Regions from separate parts of the Zea mays genome. Here region 2 is linked to region 1. Evidence: chromatin contacts called from public Hi-C data. All regions are on one chromosome and are shown on one strand. The core of a region is the stretch at or near the end of the contact, and the rest is flanking DNA. Distances in the headings are between cores, read along the strand shown. Region 1 holds the start of LOC100286248 (pop3 peptide). Region 2 holds the start of LOC103636052 (inactive protein kinase SELMODRAFT_444075).

The links. A called contact is a pair of places that touch in the nucleus more often than the background predicts.
Region 2: a Hi-C map of leaf shows a contact between it and region 1, with 9 times the contacts expected there. The contact joins the promoter of LOC103636052 here to the promoter of LOC100286248 in region 1. A contact is called at or near these places in 16 of 25 Hi-C or Micro-C datasets (bundle sheath, ear, endosperm and 6 more) and 1 of 3 datasets of contacts at active chromatin or transcription factors (shoot).

The regions. Positions count from the first base shown.
Region 1 is chr8:145,368,104-145,373,472 of Zm-B73-REFERENCE-NAM-5.0, forward strand. LOC100286248 (pop3 peptide) reads right to left here and starts at 3,489. Exons shown (of 3, transcript NM_001358234.1): 1 at 3,300-3,489; 2 at 2,079-2,309; 3 at 1,122-1,525. The coding sequence starts at 3,415. The coding sequence ends at 1,339. LOC109941574 (a long non-coding RNA gene) reads left to right here and starts at 327. Exons shown (of 2, transcript XR_002264240.1): 1 at 327-421; 2 at 543-654.
Region 2 is chr8:145,501,549-145,506,424 of Zm-B73-REFERENCE-NAM-5.0, forward strand. LOC103636052 (inactive protein kinase SELMODRAFT_444075) reads left to right here and starts at 3,149. Exons shown (of 12, transcript XM_020542447.3): 1 at 3,149-3,415; 2 at 4,266-4,518; 3 at 4,700-4,836. The coding sequence starts at 4,293.

The DNA of each region.
Region 1 (5,369 bases), core at 2,239-4,738:
ACCCGCTGTTAAAAAATAAAAAGTTGCAAAATGGAAAGAGAAAAAAATAAGTTAGAATGCAGTAATTTTTTCTTGTTCTTCAATACTAGTGGTTCTCTAAGTTTATAATATTGACTATATGGTTTATATACTTTTGAATTTTATAAATTTTCTAGATGATATACGTTCCCGTAAAGATTGTGCCACAATAGAGCAAAGCACACGTATATCAAAACACCACTTCATTCGTGCTGCATGCTGAATCCGTTATTGGCAGATTTTGTCACTGGTATAATACTATCACGCTCACCCACATGAGGACATATCCTGTGCAATCATTTATTTTGGTGTAAGCGTGCAATCAAACTATCCAGAGCATCCAATCTAGATCCAACGGTTTCATATGGAAGGGGTTAAAAGTAAAATAGGTACTATGTTTTAGGTGGACCTGTGCAATCACTCATTTTGGTGCAAGCGTGCAATCAAACTATCCAGAGCATCCAATCTAGATCCAACGGTTTCATATGGAAGGGGTTAAAAGTAAAATAGGTACTATGTTTTAGGTGGAAGGGGTTAAATATAAAATAACAGTCATCATTAGATCTAGATCGGATGCACCAGATCGCTTGATTGCATGCTTGCACCAGGATAAGTGATTGCATAGGATATTTTCCCCACATAATACAATAACGAAGAACGACAGTATTTACAAGTAAACCCAAAAAAACCACGGTTACACTTCCTCCATAGTTTGGGAAGTTTGGGAACTCTGTTTTTCTTAGGGCTAGTTTGAAAACCTTGTTTTCTTAAGGTATTTCCATTTTTAAGGAGAAATAGTTTATTTTTTCTTAGGAAAACAGAAATCACTTGGAAAAAATGAGTTTCCAAACTAACCCTTGAAATATAGTTTTTTCTAGCATTTTTTCACTCCACATTCGAACGAATAATAGTGAATATAGATATACATACAAACTACAATCATATACTAATTAATAAATATATGTCTAATCTAAAACGAATTATATTTTAGGATGGGAGCTATATTAACGAGTAAATAATCCGACAAAAAAAATAACTAGAGCAGTCTCACGCCATCCACCTACTTCCTCTTTCCGAACCAAGAAACAAACCAGCGTCCAATCTCCAAGAAGTTCAAGCAGTTTGCTGCTTCCAAGTGGCAAATACGGTCTTTAGGAACGTAATTCCCATATGAAAACATGCGAAGCTACAACAATTGCACTACAGAAAACTCAAAGCTCATTCTTAACAAGGGACAAAGCAGACCGAGTTTATTTAGCAAAATAAAGAGTAGAATCAAACTGGATCCTCCGAGGAACCAGTACAGAGCATGTTCTACCGCTAATTGGCCGACGTCGGTTTGTAGTCGATTATGAGGACCTTCTCCAGCACAGGCAAGAACACACTTGCGAATTCGACGTGTGCAGGGTGCTCAATGTACTCCTTGATTCCTTCCGTGCTTTCAAACGTGGACTCGAAGACGTGCGTGAACCCTTGATGCATGTTTTCTATGCTCACATCAGTTCCCCTACAGATTAAAGAGCACATGAGGAACCTGATAGCACCAAACAGCACGGTAACTTTGCACCAAAGGAACGAGAGAATTACAATGGTGCTGTTCGGTTCAGAAATGCAAATGAGAACGTAAATGTAACCAATATATGTGCACCATTAACGATTCCCAAACAGATGGTTCCTCGTTGTCGTTTGGTTCAGCGTGGGAGTGGAACAAGCAACAGCGTTAACAGTAGCTCATACAGCAGCGGGGCATTCGCGTTTCCACGCTCCTATATATCCGATAACTCCGTAACGGATATAGGTACCTAGTAGTTTGACTATATTACTACGGCACTGGATCCATGAGAGCATAAGCAAAATCACAGGGCTAGCGGTCAAGAATTCACGATCGGTGATTGCGCACGGGGAGAGTCTCAAAACAAAACTGAACTAAACCTGTCACCTAATTCGTCGAGCACCTGGGGTGCGTCAGGGTCCTGGCGGCCGGTGGTGGTGCCAGAAGCAGGGAGGCATACGCAGCAGTCGGCACGGAATCGAGTCCTATCAGTGGAGGTATTGATTACCAGTGGAACGCCTTCATGGAGGGGACCACGCCGACGAGCGCGGCGTATCCTCGGATGAGCTCGTCCAGGCGCTCCTGCGTCACCTCCTCCTTGAAGCTTGCCAGCAGGATGTGCTTCACCACTCCGCCGCCTGCCATCTTCCGGGCTTGTTTCTTGGCTCTGTTCCTCTCCTCTCCAGAATGGTAGGTGCGGTGGGTAGGGTCGCAGGAGTTTGCTACTTTGCTGCGCGACCTGAGAAAATGATTACCAGCTGTTGGCGTGGATCTGAATGTCAATCACTTAGTGTTTGGTTCGGTGTGAACGAGAGATTGGTCAGGATTAATCCTGGACTGACCTCGTTCCTTGTTTTTTGAGAGATGACATCATCCACCATTTTCTAAGAATATTTCTTGACCCTGACTCTAGATTTCTAAATCAAACGCGGGTCAAGTTAAAATGATTTCATCCCATCTCTCTTCGTCCTTCCTCGTCCCTCCATCCAAACACACTTAGTCTATCTTCAGCAACGTTCCCTAAATTTCATCTCCTAAAAAAATATTCATTATCCTTTACAGCACACTCTAAAAATTTCTGTCCTCTATATCTTCTCCTCGAGCAACGTCCTCTAAATTCGGTCATCTATTTCTACAGTGTTAACTGAATACATAAATATCATATTTATTCATTGTTTTTTAATTTTGCACTTGTATTGAAAATACGCCATTAAAAATTGATGAAATAAATATTTTGCAATAAAAAGTTGTAAACGTCTAAATATTATGTAAAAATATAGTATACATATTAGTTAAACTTAAATTTGTGAACAAGTTTCGTAGACCTAGCTTTTAAATATACTATTCTTTTTTTGTGTCCGCATGAATAAATGTACAAAGATTATGCCCGTTTTCTACAATTTTCAAATAAACAGAGAAAAGAATTTCGATTTCACTTTTTTTTGACTTCGCATGCATATTGTTTACTTCTCTCTCTTTCCATTGGTAAAGAGTGCCGAACTACAAACACACCTTTCGTCGAGCACCTAGAGCACACCAGCCACCACCACGACTTGTTGCAGTCGCGAGGCGAGGAACCGTGAATCATATGGCAAGGGGATCGTGAAGCATGTCCACGACGACAGAGGAGAGCTCATCGGCGTGGCTGTGCAGAGAGTCTGCACCGTCGATGGCAGCACCATCGAAGAGCCCAACATCGGCGACGACCGTGTAAGAAGTAGCAGACTACCTGCGCGACGAGCAGCGAGGCGGCGAGGGTCGTCCGACCTTGCCTCCCCGCGCAGCCTCCTCGTCGTCGGTGCTGACCGCCTCCGAGAAAGTCCGTCGGGAACTAGCTGTCGGCATGGACAAGACCTTCGCGATGGGAAGACGCAAGGGAGAAGTTTCCGCCCCAGCGCGAGAGAGGGAGTGAATCGGCGTGTAGCGGACGTCCGAAGATCCGCCACAATTAGCGGCTCTGGCGACGCCCGTAAAATTTAGCGGACGGATTGGAGAACCTTGCTGGAAGTGAAAATGAGCTCTCAGTCTTCCAAATTTAGCGGACAAGACAGTTTACAGACTGTTGTTGGAGACAGCCTTACCGTTCGGTGGTGCCCTCTACGTCGGCACGAACGATCTGCGGCTTTGGATCAGACGATCTGCGACCTAGGCGTAGAAGCGGCTCCTTCCCTGCGTCGCTTCAGACGGTCCGCGCTCTCGGTCGGACGGTCCGTGATAACGCAGAACCGTCTTCTTCCCCGCAGGAGCCTAGATCTCGCCCTTTGAAAGAGAAATCTTAGGATAATCCGAGTCGGCAGGTCACTCGTGGTGTCCCCAGATGAAATAGAGTCGCCTAGAAATTAATATATCAACTCGAAAAAGAGATCTCTTGATTGACAACCAGATCTTACCCCTTGCGAGATAAGATCCTAGGGTTGTCTTGTGGTCGGCAGGCTACTCAAGACGGATCTAGACGATTTAGAGTCAAATAGGTGTGCATGTGGATAAGCGGAAAACTATAACTAGGACTACGTTACATCTACTCCTAGGGCAAAAAAGTTAAAGAAAGTAAATTGGTTCGATTGAAATGTGTTCGGGGGTTCTCAATCGATCGTACCCTTCATATATAAATAGGGGGTATCGACTCATTCCTACACGATAGCTAACAAATCCCACGTTATTAGATGGATAACCACACACGAGATACTGATCGCGGGGCTGAAAGGTAATTAGGCTTACACTTATTTTCCTAATTGATTTTGGTGGTTGAATTGCCCAACACAAATAATTGGACTAACTAGTTTGCTCTAGTGTATAAGTTATACAGGTGCCAAAGGTTCACACTTAGCCAATAAAAAGACCAAGAAATAGGTTCAACAAAGAGAGCAAGGGATAACCGAAGGTTGTCCTGGTCTGGCGCACCGGACTGTCTGGTGTGCCACCGGACAGTGTCCGGTGCACCACCGGACAGTATCCTGTGCACCAGGGGACTTCAAGCCAAACTCTTCACCTTCGGGAAAATTCAGAGGCGCTCCGCTATAATTCACCGGACTGTCCGGTGTACACCAGACAGTGTCCGGTGCTCCAAGGAAGAGCGACTCTGAACTCGCCAGCTTCGGGAATCCGCTCCGCTATAATTCACCGGACATGTCCGGTGCTGTCGGCGTTTCGAGACAGGGGGGTCCCAAAGCCGACGAGTGAGTGTGCTGCGTGCCCCAGCCCAGATGGGTCGAGCGCGTGGGCGAGCGCGAAGGGGGGAGAGGCGAGGTGGCCGGAGTCGAGCGTGAGAGAGGTGGAAGTCCCGCGGCCTTCGTGTTCGTCCCGCGCCCAGGTCGGGTGCGCTTGTAGTAGGGGGGTTACAAGCGTCCACGCGGGTGAGGGAAGCGAGCGGCCCCAAGAGAGCGCCTGTCCCGTCCTCGGTCCCGCGCGGCCAACCTCTTCTAAGAAGGCCCTGGTCCTCCCTTTTATAGTCGTAAGGAGAGGATCCAGGTGTACAATGGGGGGTGTAGCAGAGTGCTACGTGTCTAGCGGAGAGAGAGCTAGCGCCCTAGGTACATGCCAATGTGGCAGCCGGAGAGGTCTTGGCACCTTGCTGGCGTGATGTCGTGGCTGTCGGAGGTGCGACGGAGCCTGGCGGAGGGACAGCTGTTGGAGCGGTCGAGTCCTTGCTGACGTCGCCCTGCTTCCGTAAGAGAGCTGGGGGCCGCCGTCGTCACAGAGCTTGTGGAGCGCCATCATTGCCCATCCGGCGGGGCTGGTCGGATGGGACGCCGGTCTTGTTCTCCGTGACCCGAGTCGATTCGGGGTAGGACGATGATGG
Region 2 (4,876 bases), core at 1,899-4,398, 130 kb after region 1:
CTAAGACTAAGATAGTTGCCATCGATCTTGCCATAATTTTTACTTGAGCTGAGCAGATAACAAGCGGCTTGAGGTATTGATATTTATTTTTCTGTCTCGTTTAATCTATTTGTTCTACTAATTTCAAAACAGTTAGTGCTTCTGCATCTCATCATAGATCCTAAATACTTCCTTTGTCAAAGCTTTCACTTGTGTGAAGGTAATGATTCTTTGATTATGCACTAATCTTATATGTGTTTCTACATTGCATTCATTTATCAAATCTGTAAGATGCATTCTACCATTTCATGATGTCCCTTATTTACATGTGTAAAATGATCCACATCAATAAAAACCGCTCCTTCGTATTCTGAAGCAAAATAACAAGCTTACATGCGCTTACTGATATACTCCCTGTTCTTACCGCTAGGGTCTCATGGCCTACGCGCAGACAGACTCCAGGAAGATGTTGGCCTTCTGCTTCTCCATCACCGTCGTTATCATGCAGCCTACTGGAATGCCACAGCGGGACAGGAATATGAGGATGAGCAGGTGAGCCTCCCTTACTTTTTTGCAACTGATATATTCCTCTTATAATTCCAGTACAATTACTTTTTGCAATACACATACGTGCTTCTACATCTCTTTTTCTATCTCTCTCTTTTTATCCAGATGAATGTTAGCCTCGTCATGATATATGGCCTGGGCATCTGCATCCTTTTGCACAAAAAACTTAAACTATGTAGCATGTCCAGGACCGGGCCTGAGAAATTTGAGGCCCTATGCCAAATCTAAAGCAGTGTAATCTATATTTTGTTATTAAAAAACAGTAATAACAATCTACAAGTTACAATAATTTATATTGTAACAGAATATCTAAAGAAACATATCCATTTATTTGAATAACATCGTTCTTTTGGTGGGTTTTAAAGAAAATCTTGTACGATATGCTTATATTCGATCTTATCCAACGCTTCACTCTCGAGTGTTATTGTGTCTAAATAATACATTTTTTGTGTCATAGTAAAACACAAATATAAATTTAGTAGCTTTAATTTAGAGAACTTCGTTCATGCGAACAAACATGTTAAGATCCTATAAAGATTCATTTTTTTGTTGCAACGCTCGATAGTTCCACCTCAGCGCAGCAGCATGGTAGGGAGAAAAATATGTGCTACATATTAATATGTGTTGTAAAAAATCATAAAACTAGAATAGATCTGCTAAGTTTTGGGACCCTCAATTTTTGGAGCCCCTGTGCGAGCGCACGACTCGCACATGCCTAGGTCCGGCCTTGAGCATGTTCTTGCTAATAGAGAAACAAGCCATGGCAGTTGGAAATGATATGATCTTCTTATATAGGAGTAGTTATCTACTGTGAATCTGAGAGACATACTATGCTCTTAACAGTGTTCATTTTCTTTTGAAACAAGCACGTATGTGTCATACATGCACATACTGTCTTTCTTGCTTCCAAGACTGGCTTCCAAGCTTTCACTAGAGGAGTAAACTCTGTTTCGTTTCTTTTTTTCTGACAGGCGCAAGATGACTGCAAGTGGCACCGGATCCCGATGTTCGGCGACTGGAACCTGCGGGATGACATGCCCGTCACCCAATACTTGCAAGCAGGGACCTTCTTCATCATTGTGCCACCGGCAGAGAAGGACAGCGACGAGGATCTCTTCAAGGTGCCCCCAGTGTTTCTCTGCCAAGCCCTACAACTACAAGAAGGTGAAACAAAACAGGACACTGCATTAGTTTCTCTCGCCAATTAATTACACTCAGGGGGAAAAAGTTTTCTTCCACCAGCTATGAAGATAGTATTAGTTAGCAATGTTTCATATTTCCGTTTCATATCTCCATTTCCATATACATTATACCCAGTCGGCACTAGCGAGCAATGAGAAAGATACTGAACAATTCTACGATCCAAGAATAGAATTATAATCATTGAAACTCTGCTGCTACTGTTACTTGGTTCATAGGCTGATATATACATCCAAGCTCGCCCGCACCGCCACCTCCACAGTCTATCATGGTGCTTTTGATCTTGCTTGGCAGAACCAACAGTGATGTATATATAGGTCATTTTGCCTAATTTGCATGAATATGGCAATGTTTAGTTGTAAGGCTGTATAAATGGTTGGTTAGGGCTGTTGATTTTCTGATTGTGATAAAAACTAAGAACTCATGAATTTGTTTCAGTTCTAGGAGCTAGCTCAGGCTTATGAGGTCCTCAGTGATCCTAAAAATCAAGAGTTCTATGATGGTAGTGTTCTTAATCACTTTTATGCTTTTTGTTAGTGATGAACTGAAGTTTTTAATCTTTGCACATGTCTTTCCCAGACGGAGACAACATAATCCTACACCCGTTTCATTATTGGAGATTGGAGTAATGCGGTGACATATGTATGGTTCTCTTCTTAAAGCTGTAAGACTAAGGAGCACCTTTTTTCCCTTCGAACAAGGTGACAAGTCATTATGAGTTTATCATAGTGATTTGCTTGTTTTCTGCATAACATATGTCCATACATATGTTATAGTTGTACTATTTTTACCCCGTTGCAACGTACGGGTATTTACCTAGTTACCTAATATGTGTAATGTTTGTTTTCATATAATCGTTGTACAGTGGTGTTAAATAAAAGGACAGACCCTAGCGGGTGTCTCTTAAAGCATGTAAAAATTGAGTTAAATTCTTTTGGCAAGCAGCACTGGGTGAACCCAGAATCAATGGCAAGTGGCAACAGAGACCAGATCAAAACCCTGGGATCCAGCGTTGGCAGCGGCTGCAACAAACTCAAGCAGCAAGCACTTGGTACACCACGTCCACGGGGACCATTTCACTGTCCACTGGACACACACAGGGCGCCCCTGACGCCTCCGCGCGCCGGACCGCACCCCCGCCACGACTCCTCTCTGATCCTGCCAGGTGGTCCCTGGCTAAGGACAGCCTGCTCGGCCCACGAGGGCACCCTGGGCAGCATTTACTCTATGGCTTCATTGGCCGTTAGATTGCAAACCGACGGCAGTTACTCTCTGCCCCGTCAGCCGGTTTTTAAATGCGTTTTCCCATTCAGGGAGGGAGTGGCATAGCTAGTAATATTTGAAAATACGGAAGGGCGAAGAGGGTAATTCTTCGGTTGAAAGGGTCGAAGGCGATCGGGGCTGCGGTTGAAGGTCGTGGAAGTCAGGAAGTGGGAAGTAGTAGCTGAGGGAGCCAGAGGTTCGCGCGGAGCAATGGAGCTCTTTAATAGCTTCGGCGCATTCACCGCTTTAATGGCCACTTCTTCCAACGCCTCTGTCCCGGCTTCCACGCGTTCTCAGTGAGGGCTAGGGTTTGCCCGCGCCGCGTCGCTCGGCAAGGAGGAGGACAGGGTGCGCTGCCGTCGGCGGCGGAGGCGCGGAGCTCGTTCGTCGCCGTCGCGCCCCCCTGGTGCGTCTCTTTCCCTTCGGTGACTCTGGTTTTCCGGTTCCGCCTTCGTTTGAGGGCGGGGTGTGAATTCGGCGCCGCTCAGATGGGAGCTGCAGAAATCGGAACGGTTTTGTCTCCCCTGTTTTTGCAGTTGGTATATCATTCGTTTGTTTATGGAACGAAATGCGAGTCAAATCCAGCGTTGCATTTTTTTTTGGGTGGGGGGGCTGGGGATTTCCTTGTCGGGAGAGAAGAAATTTCGATTCTGGCTTTGATTCCTCCCACATGGAGAGGCCAATTCTGAGGCGCGAAGCGCGGCGAGATCTGCGAGGGCACGTCCGGCTCGAATAATTTGTGACGGCGATTCCTGTGGCGTGCCCCGGAATACTGTGGGTAGGCGGAGGACGAGGCTGCACTGTGCAATCTGACCACCAGCCGAAGCCGAGGGTCCGGGGTCATCTTTCCCGTCTACAGTGCCGGCGACCGCAGCGGTGGTGCCCGCTCCCATCTGCGGCCACCAATAAAGGCTGCGATGGGCGGGACCTAGGCCAACACTTGAACTGGTGGAAAAGGCTGCCTCCTTTTCTAACTCAATCATCTTTACCTGTCGTGTTGCTCGCCTTTTTGGTTCAACTCCGCCTGCCAAGCAGGTTCGGCGTCCAACTCTAGTGGCAACTACCAGTGGTACGGTACTCGCTCGCTTGCTCACTCGTCTCCCCTCCCTGTTGCCATGAGAGCGCGGTTGCTGTGTTGTTTGTACTAGGCGGGCATCAATTCTAGTTTGCTTTGGCTGTTTCTTCTTGGGTCTTAGGTTGTTGAGTTGTTTGCTTTGGCAGTTGGGTTTTCTGGCTTAGTGCTTCTGGATTTGTAGGCATCGCTGGTTGTCTAGAGGAAGAAGATGATTGTGGGCTCTTCCCAGCAGCAGCTGCTGCTGCAGAGGAAGGGGAAGCCCGTGGCTGGCAAGGGAGCGGCCTCCATGACCGTGAAGGCAGAGAAGGTGGTGGTCGCGGTAAGGGCAGCCACGAGGGAGATCTCCAAGACAGCCGTCATCTGGGCGCTCACGCATGTCGTGCAGCCCGGCGGAAGCATCATACTCCTCGTCGTCATCCCGGCACAGAGCTCTGGTATTGTTTCCGCTTTTGGCTTTCCTGTTTGCTTCTGGGCATCAATGAGTGCTCATGTGCACGTTTGCTTGTACTACTAATCATATCCACTTTAGTTACAATGATCACGTAATTCTGTCAATGTTTCTCTCCGGTTTTCCAGTAGTTGCCTGAAAAATATGTGCACGCTTCACCATTTCAGGCAGAAAATTCTGGGGTTTTCCACTGTTTGCCGGAGACTGTGCAAGTGGCCATAAGTCTATGGTGGATCAGAAATGTGATTTATCAGAGTTGTGTTCTCAAATGTTGAAGAAATTGGATGTGTATGATATTGACATGGTTTGACCTGGTGCTAATGCTCGTTTACATGTTTATTAAA